Linked DNA regions of Mus musculus: region 1 is linked to region 2. Evidence: chromatin contacts called from public Hi-C data. All regions are on one chromosome and are shown on one strand. The core of a region is the stretch at or near the end of the contact, and the rest is flanking DNA. Distances in the headings are between cores, read along the strand shown. Region 1 holds the start of Zkscan2 (zinc finger with KRAB and SCAN domains 2). Region 2 overlaps Lcmt1 (leucine carboxyl methyltransferase 1).

Region 1 (3,958 bases), core at 195-2,694, 100 kb after region 2:
AGCGCGGAGGAGCACGGCACAGAGAGTATTTCACAGGACACCTGCTGGAATGGTAAGGGTTAGGGAGGGCTCTGGAGATCCATGAGATCTCCCTCTCCCACCAAACCCTGTGAGGCATTAGCTATTTAATACTGTCTCTATCGTTTTGGTAGAAACATTATACTGAGGATTAGAACAAACAAACCATACTTTTAGTTTAATTTGCAAGATCATAGTTCAACCAAAATTCTCTCCTCCATTTAGTATGAATTTCAAATCTGCTTTTTGGGGAATTTGGTTTCCGGATCTTTTAAAAGTCCCATTTATTTCTATAATGAGCTCTTCTTCCAGAAATGTAGCCCTGCCCACCTGCCTTTCCCACCACATCCCTTTAAAATCCTCGCTCACCTGCTTTCGAAGTCTTCTGGTCTCTTTCTCCAAATGCACTACTAGGGCCACCGCCTCCTCTCCGCTTTCTGGACATTGCTTCTGCGCCCAGGTCTGAATCTTCTCAGGCAGAATGGTGAGAAACTGTTCGATTACCAGCTGCTCGAGGATCTGTTCCTTGGAACGCATTTCTGGCTTCAGCCACCGACAGCAGAGTTCCCAGAGTTTACTGAAAGCTTCATGGGGTCCTGTCACATCCTCATAACAGAACTGCCTGAAGCATTTACGGAAGGACTCACATTCAGTGCTGCCTGATCTTTCCAGAATGGGCTCCGATACCCACTCGGAGTCCTTTTCCACTTTCATTATGAGGCACTCCTCAACTTCCACGTCGATCTGAGGGTTCATGACAGTAGCCATGATCCAATGGGGCCAACAGGTCTAGCTCCAAGTCAGGGCCCAGAGAAGCTTCCGAGTGCCCTCCACTTAATGCCCTTGGAAATATGGGACCGTAGAGACATAAAAGACAGCAGTTAGCTGGGACAAGGAACTCCAGGCTGATTAATCAAATTTGTACAAGGCTCTTGAAAGGGTGAATGTGCACCCACCCCAAAGTCTGCAAACCCGGCCTCTTATCCAATCAAGATGCGCCCCCTCCCATGAGGTTCTTTAAGGTGCAAGGTCGGAAAGACCTTAGGTTAGAAGCTAGGCTGGAAGGGGACCCAGGGGACTGATGCTGGGCGGAGGCGCCGATCGGGAGGGGGTGTGTCCGCGAGGCGCGGCCAGCCCTGGGGTCCTGGTCCAGGTCCAGGCCGCTGCAGGTGCCCACCAGGGGCGCGAGCGCAGGAATGTCCGGACTCGCAGCGGCGCCTGCAGCGCTCGGGGTTCCTCCGCACGAGGATGCCGAGAACCTCGGCCAGAGGGGAAGAAGCTGCGGGATGAGGCTAGGCCTCGCGGGGGGCGGCGAACGGCTGGCGCGCTGCCCTGTCAGCTCCGCCAGCGCAGAGCGCGGGGGGCGCTGGGAGCCGCGGCCACGCATGCGCCGCTCGCGACCGGGGTCCGTGCGAGGCTTCCTCGCGGGCAAGGAGGGGGGCGGGAAGGCATGCGTGGAGGAATCTCGCGAGAGCGCGCAGCACCGCGACTTGCCGCCGAGGGACTTTAGGAATGAGGGTGAAGGGAAATTCTGGGCGGAGGGACACGCTGAGGTCTGATCCTATTCCTCCAGAGATTGTGAAGCAGGACGCGAGCTAGCGTCCTGCCTCAGGCCAGGCAGACGTTGCGGGAGGCTGGAGTAATTTCTTTAGTGGAAGGGGTGCGCGCGTGTGTGTTGGGGTTGCGGGTGGAGGGACTTCTTTGTGACAACTGGCGGAGGGATTACAGTCAGCATCTGGCTGTGCATGGATTGCTACTGTCTGGGAGCCTTGGTTGGAGCCAGGACTCCTGAGGAAGGATGTGTGGCTAGCTCTGTTCAAATGTATGGTCAGGAGAAGGCTTATTTTCATTTTGGGGAATCTCTTAATTACCCAAGGCTCTGAGGTCTGAGTAGCCAACGGGCTATCTGGGACCTAATAGGACCGGGCCTAGATTCCCCTACTGCTGCAAAACTTCATAGCTAGATGTCTCAGAGCCTGCTGGCTCATAAATGTCTGTCCTGTAAGTGCCTACTTTGTGACAATGTTTTAGGCTCTTGGCATCGTTAGTGGGCAGCACAACTCTTATTCTCAGAGGCAGGTAGCTTATTAGAAAACAGACCAATGACTTATTTCTCAAAGGTTTTGCCATGATTTGGCTAGTTCTAGCATCGAAGCGGCATAGAGAATACCATAAGGATAAATGGCACGGCATAAACTGAAGGAAGGTCAGAACGGAATAATCCGCGGGTGCATCTAGTTAGTATCTGCCACGGGAGAGATGGAGCCAATACACAGCCTGTTTTAATTGCATTTAAAGATAGTATTATTGAGTACTGGTTTCTTACCAGACATGGTGGTAGGTGATAAGCAAAACAAGATCTCCTATCATTAGTAGTTACAAATAAAGTTCTGTATACCTGGGGTGAATCCTTCCAAGAAGAGAAACACATTCAAGATTTGGTTTAGGTAAGAGGTCTGGGTGAATTTCTTGGAAGAAGTAGTACTAAGGATGAGATCCAAAAGACAGACCTCTAGTGGGGATTGAGCAAAGACTGGCCTTCACAAGAATCCCATAGAGAGGATGAGGTTGTCTCTATTTTAGAGTTTAGGGCGCTGAGACCTCAGTAAGGGTGGTGCAAGCGCTAAAGGTGATGGGGAGTCATGGGATGAGAATAGGGTCTTTTATGTACATGGCCCTCTTGTTGGTATTAAGCCAGGTGCACATCTCAGCAGCTCAAGGTCACAAACTTGAAGGCTTGTTGGACTTAGGGAGATTTACCATGAACTGTGTGAAGGAGAGTATAAGATAAGAAGGAGCTGGGTGTGATGGCACATGCTTGTAATCCTAGAACTTTGGAGGTGGTGGAGGCAGCAGGATCAAGAGTTCAGGGTTGTTCTTCACTACAAAGCAAGTTTTGAGGCCAACCTGGGCACACGAGGCCCTGTCTTAAAAAGGTTGCTAGTTAACTATTATGTTTACTTGAGCACCAGTGTTTGTGTCTTGAGAGCAGAAGAGCACATTTGTCAGCAGAGAAGTGAATCCACACACAGGTCAATAAATGCAAGCTGGAGACATCAGAGAGTGGTAATTTTCTTAAGACTCACTAGGGAATGGTAGGTTCTATTTCTCCTTGTAGGTGCAGCCATTAGTCTAGTCTCTTGCTGCTAGACTGGGAAAATGGATCAAGACTTACCAGATCAGGCTAATTAAAGGAGGCTGGCTAGCAGTGGTATAATCACACTTTGGAATAACTGGGAAACACATCCATTCTACACACTAGGATGTTAGCTTAATGAAATATGAAATAGGATGTAAAATAATTTTTGAGATAATCTGGCTCTGTAGCCAGCTGGCCTTGGCTTGTAATCTTTCTGCCTCTACTACTGGAATTCTGGGGTTATAGGTACCCGTAACCATGCCTGCTTGGAAGTGCTCCTCCCTTTTGTCTCGGGCTTGGTACAGGAGTTTGTCAAGGGAGGTACGTGGCAAATTTCCATTTGTTCCTGGTCTAGAAATTGCTCTCTTAAGATCTTGCTTCAGAAGGAAACCATTATTCTTAGATATCTGTACTTCTCTGTCACTTAGACAGAGTAAGACAAAAATCTCAACTTTGCTGTGAGAAGTTGCAGCCTGTCTTCTTTAAAGTTCTACCTGGAGCTGAAGACATTTGGACTCACTTTTATTATCTGCTAGGGGTGGGGATTGTTAGATGTTTTGGTCTTTCAGAAGTACACAATTATATCTTAGTGGAAAATTTCAAATATCTACAAAAGAATTAGCTCATGTTCCTGTCTCCCAGCTTTAACTGTTAACGCATGGCTTATCTGTCTACTCCATTCCCTACCTAGTCTTTTGATTCAGAAATATTTTGAAGCAGATCCTGAGTGTTTTATGTGTTCTGTGAAAGCATCGGAATGTGTTTCAGAAAGTCAGGGGCCCCGGTTTGAAGCAACTTCAC
Region 2 (4,211 bases), core at 1,280-3,779:
CTGGACTCAATTAAATGACTCCAAGGGGAAGTTGTTTTATTTCTCTTCTTCATGCCACACTGATGCATTATAGGTGACTTAAGAGTTAGTTACCAATTTGTTACAGTTGTCAAACCCAGTCATAGGTGGGTTCGTCTTCAGCAGGCACACTAGGTCCCTCCTGGTTTGTGTGTTTACAAGTCCCTCCAGTGATGCAGCAGAACTCCAGTCGCATGTGGCATTGCCACTGTATGTGAAATGCATCTTGTTATGGTTTTAAATAGCATTCCGCTGGTGACTAATGGCAATCAAACACGTTTTCATGCATTCATTGCTGTTTCTTGGTCTTTTGCCTTCTGTGTTAAAATCTTTTGCCTGTTTTTATTGATGTTCATTTGTTGGAACTCATTAAAGATTCTAGGTAGAATCTTTTTTTAAGGTTTATTGATTTATTTTATATATATGAGTACACTGTAGCTGTACAGGTGGTTGTGAGCCATCATGTGGTTGCTGGGAATTGAATTTAGGACCTCTGCTCCCTTTGGTCGGGCCCCACTTGCTCCGGTCAACCCTGATTGCTCCTGCCCTGCTCGCTCTGGCCCAAAGATTTTATTTATTATTATAAATAGCTACACTGTAGCTGTCTTCAGACGTACCAGAAGAGGGCATCCCATTACAGATGGTTGTGAACCACCATGTGCTTGCTGGGATTTGAACTCAGGACCTTCAGAAGAGCAGTCAATGCTTTTAACCTCTGAGCCCCTAGGTAGAATCTTTTGTTAGGCAAACATGTTCTGTGTGCATATATCTACATGCAGGAAAATAAAACACTGGAATATCATTTGTGATAGGGCAAAAGATAAACTATTCATGATAGGAATAAATCTAATGAGAGATATGAAACCTCTCCACACAGAAACCTGCTTTGCTTCTTGAGATTAAAGGTTTAATTGGAGATGTACTTTCTCACATTGGTGGTTGTAATCTCCCCTCCCCCAGCCTGAAACCTGCTTGCTCAGGGATGGAGCTTCCCGCTCAATCTTTCTGTCACGCCTACTGCTAGAACCTGCTGCTTTGCTGTTCCGAAGCCATCACGTGATCACCCTGCTACTGGATCCCAAGATTATTTGGCGGGAATTGGGCCCCTCCCCCTTCCTTTATAACTGAATGCCGAAATAGTAAAAATTGAACCTTGAGCAGAGAGCTTTGTCTTGGTTCCTTCCTTATCTCGCGCAGCCCAGCCCCTCTTCTCTTCCAGGTTTCCAAAATGCCTTTCCAGGCTAAAACCCATGTTGTGATCTACTGGCCAGACACAACAGGTGGTAGGGCATTGCTAAGACATCTGAGCCAAGTATGGGGTTGTGCACACCTGTAATCACAGCATGTCTGAAGCGGAGGCAGAAGGATTAAGAGTTTAAAAGGCCATTTATAGCTATATAGTGAGTTTATAGTGGGTCCCTGCCTCAGAAACAGGATAAAACAAAAAATGGATTTCTGTTCTATTCAAGTTGATATATAGAGTCATTTCACTCTGGTCTAAATTCAGTCCATCTTTTTTCTTTTTTCTTTTTTTTAAGAAATAACAGGCTTATTCTGAAATATATATGGAAATATAAAGGATCTGGGAAAAAAAGATTCAAAGTGTTTTGAAAAGGTCAAAATTGGTACTTCACACTAACCTTAGTTATAAAGCTTCCTGTAAAAGTGCAGTGAACAGTGGCATAGAGGGAGATGAGGCCATCAGACGGGAGCCAGGCGGGCAGCAGAGAGATGGACACTGGTGCTCTTTATCCAGTTTAAAATTCCAGCCACAGAATTGTGCTGCCTACACATCAGTTAACCCAGGCTAGAAACTCCCTTACAGAGAGAGTTGCTTCAGTGTTGATCCGATCAAATTGACAATGGAGATAGACCGTCATGGCGTCCATGAGTACTGACTCATGGTTTGGTAAGTTGGAGACATTGGACCAAGGGACCTTTCTGGGTGAGCTCTTGCCGTTGCACCCTGCTGTGAGTGTTGGTACCGTTTCTCAGTGTTCAGTGACTGCTCCCTGCTGTGAGTGTTGGAACCATTTCTCAGTGTTCAGTGACTGCTTTCAACAGTGCATGGACTCCTTTTCCATTGCTGTGGCCAGATTGCCTACTGTAGATAACTTAAGGGAGAAAAGATCTCTTCTGGCTCCTAGTGTTAGGAGGATCCATTCAGTCCATTGTTTCTTTGCTCCAGAAGCCTGAGCAGAAACATCCTGGTGGCAGGAGCCTGTGGTGGAGGAGAAATGCTCTGGCCCTGGCAGACCAGGAAGCAGAGAGGGGAACACAGGTGCTCACATAGCTCTTCCTTTCCCTCCTCTAATTCTGTCCAGGCCCCCAGCCAGAGGCGTGGCGTCTCCCACATTTGGGGTGGGACTCCTGAGGTGTGTCGTTTCTTGCATGCTTCAACAAGTTAGGTCAGCAGATCCACTCAGACCTCAGTAAATGCTTAGTTAGGGGCAGCCTGTGACCCGGAAGAAGCTGCTTCTGCTTTCCATTCATAAAGCAAGAAGAAACGCTCAGGCCATGGACAGTAAAAGGGAAACTGAAAGACGTGAAAGGGCGGCAATAAAATTACAATTGGAGGTAGTAAGAGGCTTTGGAGACCACAAGCAGTTCACACCCAGGCTGGAAGCTTGGTACTGAGAACGGTCTTTGCAGTCAAATCTATGTGTTATGTACACACACACACACACACACACACACACACACACACAAATCTATGTGTTACGTACATACACACACACACACACACACACACACACAGAGAGAGAGAGAGAGAGAGAAGAACCAGCAAGCAGAGTTGGTGCTTAGCATCATGGGTGGTGTGGTGGTATTAACTGCTGCTAATACCATTTCAAGCGATTGGTATCTAGTGGGGCATCTTGGGTACCTGTGGATTAGTTCCTAACAAAGTTGGGACATCTTGCACATGGAATTGTCTTTGTGCCCGTTCTTGGTTATTAGGATGAAGTGGGATTGTCAGCTCCTCGCATATGCACGTATCCCATGCTTTATATTCCTGTTGGCGCCGCACCTGTGGCACTGGTGTGCCTGCCACCACCTGGCAGCCATGCTTGAGCGCTGGCTGCTTCCTCGTCCTCCAAATCCAAGCTCTGCTCAGAAATAGATTTGGTGCCAGTTTGAAAAGAAAAATGGTGCTTTATTTGAGCTCTTCTTTTGCCTTTAAGAATTGTTAAGGCTGAGCTTTTATGTTTATTAGTTAGTTTTTATTTCTTTTGTGAATTGTCCCCCAAATATGTGTTTTCATCCATTTTTACCTCTAGGAATTTCTTCCTACTTTTTGAGAGTTCTTTATTTTGTGATAATATAAGTGCTTTGTAATGAATGGGCTTCTGGTATTTCTCCTGGGTGACTCCTTGCCTTTTAGGTTTACCCGATAGTCAGGCTTAAGTGTCTCTAGTGAGGAAGGCAACCGTTCAATTCTGTGACACGTATTTTTCTCCTGTGGCATCAGATACCGTTTATCCTTTGTGAGTGTCATGGAGTCTGTCAGTAAGGGTTGCTATCACCTGTGCAGTTAGATACAGTAGGCGTTTGTTGGCAAGGCTGGGCAGTTGCCCTCCCAACCCCACACACCCAGGGCTATAGAACGTAGACCTGAATTGCTGTTTGAAACTGTTGTTTGATGCCTTCTGGTCCAAGTCAGATGAAAGAAACTTCAGAGAGTAGAGTGGCATTTTGTTTTCTTCTTTAAAAGGACCTACCCCAAGTCATGGGTTCTGGGCCTTGGAGACCGGTTGGCATTCTTTGTGTTGGTGCACCAGTTTGCTTAGTTAATCCCAAGTGGATGGCTGTGAACCCCAGATTCCGATGCTCATCTTCCTTCAAGTAGTCTTCTTTTCCTTCCTCCCTACTGGGGATGAAAAAGCCCCAGTGAGCTGGCGCCTGTCAAATGGTGAGGACCTGAGTTTAGCCACTCTGTTGAGAACACGCCCTCCCCCTTCCCTCTAAGGATTGATTGGAAAGAACTGTTCTTCAGCTGAAGATACGCCTTTGCCACTAGATGGCACTGCACGATTTCCTGAAAACTCAGATCTCTACAGCGAGGACTCTTAACACACATTCCCAAACTTCTTCATGCTTCCTATTTGTAATACATGGTATTTTCTATTTTGAGCTCTTTTTTTTTTATATTTAAAAAAATGAAGATTTGCACACTGTTCAAATTAAATTTGATA

The links. Hi-C and Micro-C count contacts between places; a contact is called where the count stands out from the background.
Region 1: a contact with region 2 is called in a Hi-C map of uterus, with 5 times the contacts expected there. The contact joins the promoter of Zkscan2 here to the enhancer-like site in region 2. A contact is called at or near these places in 2 of 39 promoter capture datasets (both in liver), 4 of 484 Hi-C or Micro-C datasets (the G1E-ER4 cell line, liver, rod photoreceptor and 1 more) and 2 of 9 other capture datasets (adipose tissue and macrophages).

Annotation. Positions count from the first base shown.
Region 1 is chr7:123,499,182-123,503,139 of GRCm38.p6, forward strand. Zkscan2 (zinc finger with KRAB and SCAN domains 2) reads right to left here and starts at 1,445. Exons shown (of 7, transcript NM_001081329.2): 1 at 388-1,445. The coding sequence starts at 786.
Region 2 is chr7:123,395,067-123,399,277 of GRCm38.p6, forward strand. The region is part of intron 1 of Lcmt1 (leucine carboxyl methyltransferase 1); the gene reads left to right. Among named protein-coding and RNA genes, the nearest start is that of Lcmt1, 19 kb to the left of the region's middle. Within about 2 kb of position 2,530, at least 43 of the 459 cell types and tissues checked have an H3K27ac peak or open chromatin away from gene starts, as enhancers often do. A contact at or near this core is called in macrophages and uterus, where this site is marked.